2 separate regions of the Mus musculus genome follow, and region 2 is linked to region 1. Evidence: chromatin contacts called from public promoter capture Hi-C data. All regions are on one chromosome and are shown on one strand. The core of a region is the stretch at or near the end of the contact, and the rest is flanking DNA. Distances in the headings are between cores, read along the strand shown. Region 1 holds the start of Tbc1d9b (TBC1 domain family, member 9B). Region 2 holds the start of Col23a1 (collagen, type XXIII, alpha 1).

Region 1 (3,456 bases), core at 381-2,880:
TGTTTTTCTCCTACCATGTGGGCTCTGAGATCAAAGTCAGGCATCTCACTGGTTCTCAGGTACTTCCAAATGCTTTTTATAAAATTATTATCATTCTTCCAAATTAAATTTTTTGTAGATTTCTATCTATCCATCCATCTATCTATCCATCCATCCATCCATCCATCCATCCATCTATCCATCCATCCATCCATCCATCTATCTATCTATCTATCTATCTATCTATCCATCCATCTCTCTCTATCTATCTATCTCTGTCTCTATCTCTGTGTATATGTGTGTGTGCATCCATGAGTGAATGCTATTGCTGTTAATTTCAGCAGCCAGAAGAGAGTATCAGATCCCCTGGAGCTGTAACCCCCCCCCCCCCAATCTCCATCTTTTGCTGAGCCATCCCTCAGTCCACTACTTCTAAATTATTTTTGGTCTAGAACTTGCTAGGTAAACCATGCTGGTCTCAACTTCACAGAGATATACCTGCCTCTGCCTCCCAAGTCCTGGGGTAAAGGTGTCTACCACCATGCCTGGCTTACTTCCGAAATCTTGAGGGTAGACTTCTCCAGAGAGCACAGCAGCATTCGTCTGCGCGTCCAAAGTCCTCATTGAGGACTTACTATCAGGACACATTAATACAATGGGCTGAGAATCCAGTATCTGAGAGATGATGAGTTTAGTTATGTTTCATACATGGATATCATACTCACTCCCTCATGGAGTAAGATGATGGACAGCCAGACTGACTGGTTGCTGTGTACTCTGTCAGGATAACCGGAGTATATTGTACTTCAAAGTTGTAAGGAAAGCCATGTCTTGAAAGCTGAGTCACAAGCCGCGTTTCAGAAGGTTGTGGCTCACTCTGGCTGTCACCCATTACATCTGCTCAAACCTCCCAGAATGAATTTATCTCTCCTTCCTTTTACCCTCCTGCCATGTCCAGGTGACATGGGGACAGCTCATACAGCTGTCTCCCTAGCCTTTACCAAAATAAATATGGTCCGCCCCTTTTGTCCAGGCGGAGTCATTTGCACCTTTGAGTCAGAAACTATCTTGTTCCTAATTGTTTAACCGGGCTCTAGTTCACAGAGCCCGCAGTAGCTAGTTTTGCTTCATGGTTCAGTGGCAGAAGCCCTGGGCTGGGATCTGAAGGTGAATTTGTACTGTCAGAGACTGCCGCCTTCAGGCCAGGAGAGGTAAGAGCAGGGCACTGCGCCCCTAGATCATACTGCTGTACGCTTATGAAAAAAATTAAGTGCTCATCTGTGACCTCAGCCTCAAGGCCACCCCAATCCATCTGTCAGATGGGGTGAGCGCACTTATTTCAAAGGGCACCAGCTGCGCTTCCTGACAACTGGGCTCTTGAGGATCCCAACCTTAGACTTGAGTCAAAATCCCGAGGCTGACCAGGCGCTGCTGTACCCTTCTCCAGACGCTTTTTGCCACATTAACTCGCCTGGGCTGCACAGTAGGCAGAGAGCATGCGATCCCCTCCAAACTGGACAGCGGCAGCAGGGCTGGAGGGGACTGCCAGGCCAGGAGAGGTCGAGGAGGGCGACGCTGTGAGCCAGCGCGGCCGCTAGGGGGAGCCAACCTTCGGGCCGACGTCTCGACCCCGCCCCAGCCTCTCGGCTCCTCTCGGCTCGGCTCGGGCGCGGCGACGGCGGCGCGCGCTTCCGCCTCACGGGCTCTGGCCCGGTGCGAGCGGCCGCGGGATGTGGCTCGGGCCCGAGGAGGTGCTGGTGGCTAACGCGCTATGGGTGACGGAGCGGGCCAACCCCTTCTTCGTGCTGCAGCGGCGCCGAGGCCACGGCAAGGGCGGAGGCCTCACGGGTGAGCGGGGCGCGGGCGGCCGGGCCTGTGCGCACCGGGCCTGGCGGGGCAGCAGGACGCGACCCGCGGGCACGCGCAGCGGCACAGGGGGGTCGGAAGGCGGGTGGGGAGGACGATCCCGGGACAGGCAGCAGGGGAAGGACACCAGTGGCCTCCGCCGGGACGTGTGCACAGTCCTGTAAAGTCACATAGCAACCAGAAGCCAGCAGGGTTCCCCAGCTCGCCCTCTGCCTCAGTTTCTCCAGCTGCCTCTGAGGGACCAAGTGGCATAAGCACACGTTTCCTTTTGCCCTCTTTACTCCTAGTTCACTGAAGAGTTGCCTCTTGGCGAAGACCAAAGATGCCCTGACCTCCCCTTCCTCCGGTCTCTCCTCACTTGATGCCGTCAGAGCTCCCAATTCAAAGCTTGTTTTTGCATATTTATCGGTATATATGAAGTGTCCCTCAGAGCTACCCCGGGTGCCTCTCGGGTATCTGAGCACTACCACTCACACAGAAGCAGCTGGAGTGGGAGCCTCTGACTTTGTGTGACATGTGGCATTGTGGGAATCTATTCAGCAGGACTTGTTGGAAGCCCCGTGTGTCCCAGGGCTTGTCAAGTACTCCAGATCCGGCCCTGCAGCAGACCCCTGTACGTGGACCCTTCTGGGTGCCAGATCTTTCAATATGGAAAGTGAATTTTCTGTGAATGCCCTGGTTTTGCAGGGTGGCAGCTGACAGTCCTGCAGATGCAGTTGGTGGCCTCACCTAGGTGACATCAGCTGCCAGCATCTCATGAGCTACACTTCTTAATGTGGAAGGGACTGTACCTTTTCCAAGAAAACTCAATGTTCCCTTCCACAATCAGGCTCCTTCCCGGAGGGCCAAGAGATGACTGGAGTTGATGCTAGGCCTGGCTCCAGGACCCAATGTTTATTGAGAGTTAGGTAGCAGCCCTCTTGAACAGCCCAGTGATCAACCTTGGAAGCTACCATAAGGCCACTGAGGAACACAGGGCACCGTGGGACAAGTCCCTTTTGTTCTAGCATTCATCTGTGTCCAACCGCCTCCCGCCTCTCAAGGCTGAGCGTCCAGACTACGGTGCCAGCCATTCTGTGAATTCCAAATCACATTGAGCCAGGTTTGTGCAGCCTGCCATGGCCATTGGGCCATCACAGCCTCCTGAGCACTGTATACCTAAGAGATTCATCAGGAACGCAGGTTCCTTCGAGCCTCTTTTCAAAACTGACCAGCCTGGCCTGGAGAAGTGGGCTCAAGGGCTGCAAAACCAAGGTTCAAATCCCAGCACCCATATGGTGGCTCACAACCATCTGTAACTTTGGTTATAGAGAACCCAATACCCTCTTCAGGCATCCATGGCCACCAGACACAAACATGTGCACAGATATACATGTAAACACATAATGATCTGGGCAGTGGTAGCTCATGCCTTTACTCTCAGCACTTGGGAGGCAGAGGCAGGCAGATTTCTTGAGTTCGAGGCCAGCCTGGTCTACAGAGTGAGTTCCAGGACAGCCAGGGCTATACAGAGAAACCCTGTCTCGAAAAAAAAAAAAAATGAATTAAGTCAGCCGTGGTGGTGCTTGGGAGGCAGAGGCAAGTGGATCTCTTGAGTTTGAGGCCAGTCTG
Region 2 (3,456 bases), core at 314-2,813, 1.2 Mb after region 1:
AGCGGTGCCTGAAACAAGAGGATACAGTTAAAAGGTAACTAGGACAGATGTCCCCATCTCCTGATTAATCATGAAGGGGACTGAGAACGAGGCCACCTCAGATTGGGCAGTCTGGGACAGGCTCTGGAAACCTTGACTTCAGGATTAGGCGCTTGCTCTTCACAGTCTGGGAGGAAGGCTAATCCACATAGGTATCTGACAAGAATAAAGACCCAGGGAGCAATCGCCCTGTTCAATACACAGACGCTTCTAGAATGAAACAGTACCCATTAACACTAACACTGGTAGGTAATGGGTAGTGAGAATGGGTGCTAACTTGTAATACGGTGTTGGCGTCTTTTCAGAGACTTCAGTAGACTGTCAGGTTTGCTTGGCAAGAGGTTTTCAGAATATTTGTTGGGCACAGGCACAGTTTTCACACAGGGCCAAGACTTTATAACCACTACCAGAAACTCCACTTTACCTGAGGCCACAGCCTCCAACCCCAGGAAGTTTTAGTTCAGAGGGTCTTGCCAGCTGGGTGATTTCCCTTTTAATTAGGGGAGTAGGAGTGTTGCTGGGTCTCAACAGGCTTTAAGAATACAGAATGGATAATGCAGCCACAGAAATTAAGAAGACAGCCACAGGAGAGTCAGAAGGGAAGGTGGAAAATTATCTAAAACCCACTCCATCACGTGTGCCCCTTACCAGGCTCCAAACTCAGGACTGACTCTTCTCGAAAGGGTGTCCCAGGAGTTAATGTGACAGTTACTTGAGACCAGTTTTGAGGTATAAATATGCCTTGTGGGGGCCCTGGCAGCTAAAACCTGGATTCCAACTTCAGCCTCTCTGGCCATCCCTGTAAGTGGATGGCTTTCTCTTTGGGCCCGATTGGTGTCCTAATGTAACTGTGGTTAAGACAAGTCAGTATGATGCATTCCAGATTTGGGTTTGGGCTAAGTCTGTCCCTGCAGAATTCAAGGTATACCAAGTTTTAGACACTTTTCCCATTTGTTTTTTGTCTGCTTCCTGAACTAACTGCTCCCTCTGGTTCAGGAAAGAAGTATGAGCTTTTTTGTCTAGTGTCCATGCCTGAGTTGCTATGGTGAACATTGACTATAAGAGGTGCCTAGTTTGCCTCCTTCCTTGTCTCTTATTCTCCTTATTTCTCTCTTTCCTTCCACATTCCTCTCACTAGTTTTCCTCTTTCCTTCCTTTGTTTCTCTTTCTCTTTGATTCTCGGTTACCAAGTCTTCCTGCGCACACCCGCAGGGGTCGCTTTTGGCCACCAAGCGGCGCTCAGCTACCGTCTAGAAAGAACCTCTAACTTTCCCACAGAGTTCCAAGTTTTGCTTTGCAAGTGTCAGAAAGGTCAATCTACAAGCTTGGGGAACACTCCCAAGGCTCGAACAGTGAGTGCCTCAACCTCAGGCGGCCTGCGACAGAGCCGAGCCCGGCCGCATAGGGTGCCTCGGGTGGCACCGGCGGGGTACAGAGGCTCGCGCTCCGGGACCCGCTAGGCGAGGGCCCGGACTGCGAGGAGCTGATGAGCGCCAGGCCCCCACCACCACCCCCGCCCTCCCCGTCCGGCCGCTCCTCCCCTGGGTGGGTCCCCGCGCCTTTTCTGGCGGGGTCTATTTGCATAGAAGGAACTGCCCGCAGTGGCCGCTGAGTCTGAGCGGGCGGCTAGGGGGGCGTGCGCGATCCGCGGCCACCCGGACGCGGAGCCCCGCAGCCGCCGACCTGGAGCCGCCCCGGGCCGCAGCGCCGACGCAGAGCCGGCGGGTCGCCATGGGCGCGGGCGAGCGCGCGGCGGGCGGAGGAGGCGCGCAGGACCCCGGAGCGGGCTGCGGGTCGCGGGCGCTGAGCGCGCTGTGCCTGCTGCTGTCGGTGGGCTCTGCGGCCGCCTGTCTCCTGTTGGGAGCCCAGGCGGCCGCCCTGCATGGCCGAGTGGCGGCGCTGGAGCAGGAGCGCGAGCTGTTGCGGCATGCGGGGCCGTCCGGAGCCCTGGCCGCCTGGGCCGAAACGCACCTGGAGCGCCTGTTACGGGAGGTGAGGGCGCGCGATCGCCGGCCGGGGGATGTCCCGCTTCACGAGGGGGTGTAGGGCTGCGGGGGCGGCGTTGATCGTCACCTTCAGGAGCAGGACTCACCTAGTGGATTGCACTGGGGTCGCTGGTGGGGAAGGGTCCTGCTGTCCAGCTTCTGTGCCGGGACTTGCTTCTGCAGGAAAAACAACTTAAAGGGCTGTTTAGGTAACACTAAGGGGCTATGGTAAAGAAAGACCTTGGGGTAACAACAGTCCTGAGTGCGGAGTCTCTACTGAAGTGTGTGCTCAGACCCACAGCCTCTGCCTGCTCTCCAGCGCTGGAGATACTAATGAGGCTCTTGCGTTCCCACGGCTAGTCTGCCTGAAACAGTCCGGACCACCTCAAGGCTCAGGCCAGCCCTTCCTCTGTGTCCGGGAAGGTTAGGTTGGGAGCGGCTCTGGCCTAGATGTGCTGTGTTCCTTAGCTGGCCCACTAAAACTGTGCATCGAAGACTAGGACACAGCTGAGCTAGCTGCCTCTGTGCGCGTTTGGCTGGGTGGTGATCTCTACAGGCCACCCCCAAAGCGTCTTAGGTTTGTTTTCCGAGGGTTAAGACTCCTGTTTTGAGCCTGCCCTGGTGGCATCTGTAATTCCAGAATTTAGGAGGCTGAATTGTGTGAATCTCTCTACAAGTTGGGGGCTGGCTTAAACTATATAGTTGAGATGCAGGTCCAGCCTGGGCTTCAGAACGAAAATAAATAAATAAATAAATAAATAAATAAATAAATAAATAAATGCCAACCATTGGGCATATTGATGAGCGCCTTTAATCCCAGCACTTTGGAGGCAGAGGCATGAGGATCTCTGAGTTTGAGGTCATCCTGTCCAGGACAGCCAGAGGAAGACCCTGTCTCAAGAAATCAAAACAAACAACAAAAACAAAAGAAGATGGCCATTGTATGCCTGGACTTCTGATCTTCTGTCTACTGATACTCCATCTGACAATACCTGGCCAGAACCTCTACCCTCGGTACAGCAAGCCTCTTGCCTGTAGAACTGTGGCATACACCCGCACACTACAGTTTCTCTCAGCTCTGCCTCCCTTATAGGAATGGTTCACCTCCTCCTAGAGGAGGTGGTTGCCCCAGATCTAAAGGCGGGGGTGGGGGTGGGGAGTCAATCCTAAGGACAGTAGAAAATGAACCTTGCTTGTGGGAGAGGAAGCAGGGGGCAGGTGTACTATCTACCACCTGTTCCCTAAGCTGTGCCCTGCTATGGTCTTTGCTACTTTACTGAGCTGTGCAATGCTAGGGGCACAGCTCAGGGAGAAGGCTGACTTAGATTATGCAAGTCCTTGGGTTAGACTCCTGACATCAGATATTGAGCTGTGTACCCAAGGTGGAGTGGATTTGGGATTTCAAAGGGAATGGAAGAAGTCTAGACCTAAC

Evidence for each region. Promoter capture Hi-C pulls out the DNA fragments that hold promoters and counts their contacts.
Region 2: a contact with region 1 is called in a promoter capture Hi-C map of liver, with 2.4 times the contacts expected there. The contact joins the promoter of Col23a1 here to the promoter of Tbc1d9b in region 1. A contact is called at or near these places in 2 of 39 promoter capture datasets (the C10 cell line and liver) and 1 of 115 datasets of contacts at active chromatin or transcription factors (large pre-B cells).

The regions. Positions count from the first base shown.
Region 1 is chr11:50,129,730-50,133,185 of GRCm38.p6, forward strand. Tbc1d9b (TBC1 domain family, member 9B) reads left to right here and starts at 1,631. Exons shown (of 22, transcript NM_001290760.1): 1 at 1,631-1,827. The coding sequence starts at 1,710.
Region 2 is chr11:51,288,357-51,291,812 of GRCm38.p6, forward strand. Col23a1 (collagen, type XXIII, alpha 1) reads left to right here and starts at 1,564. Exons shown (of 29, transcript NM_153393.2): 1 at 1,564-2,031. The coding sequence starts at 1,771.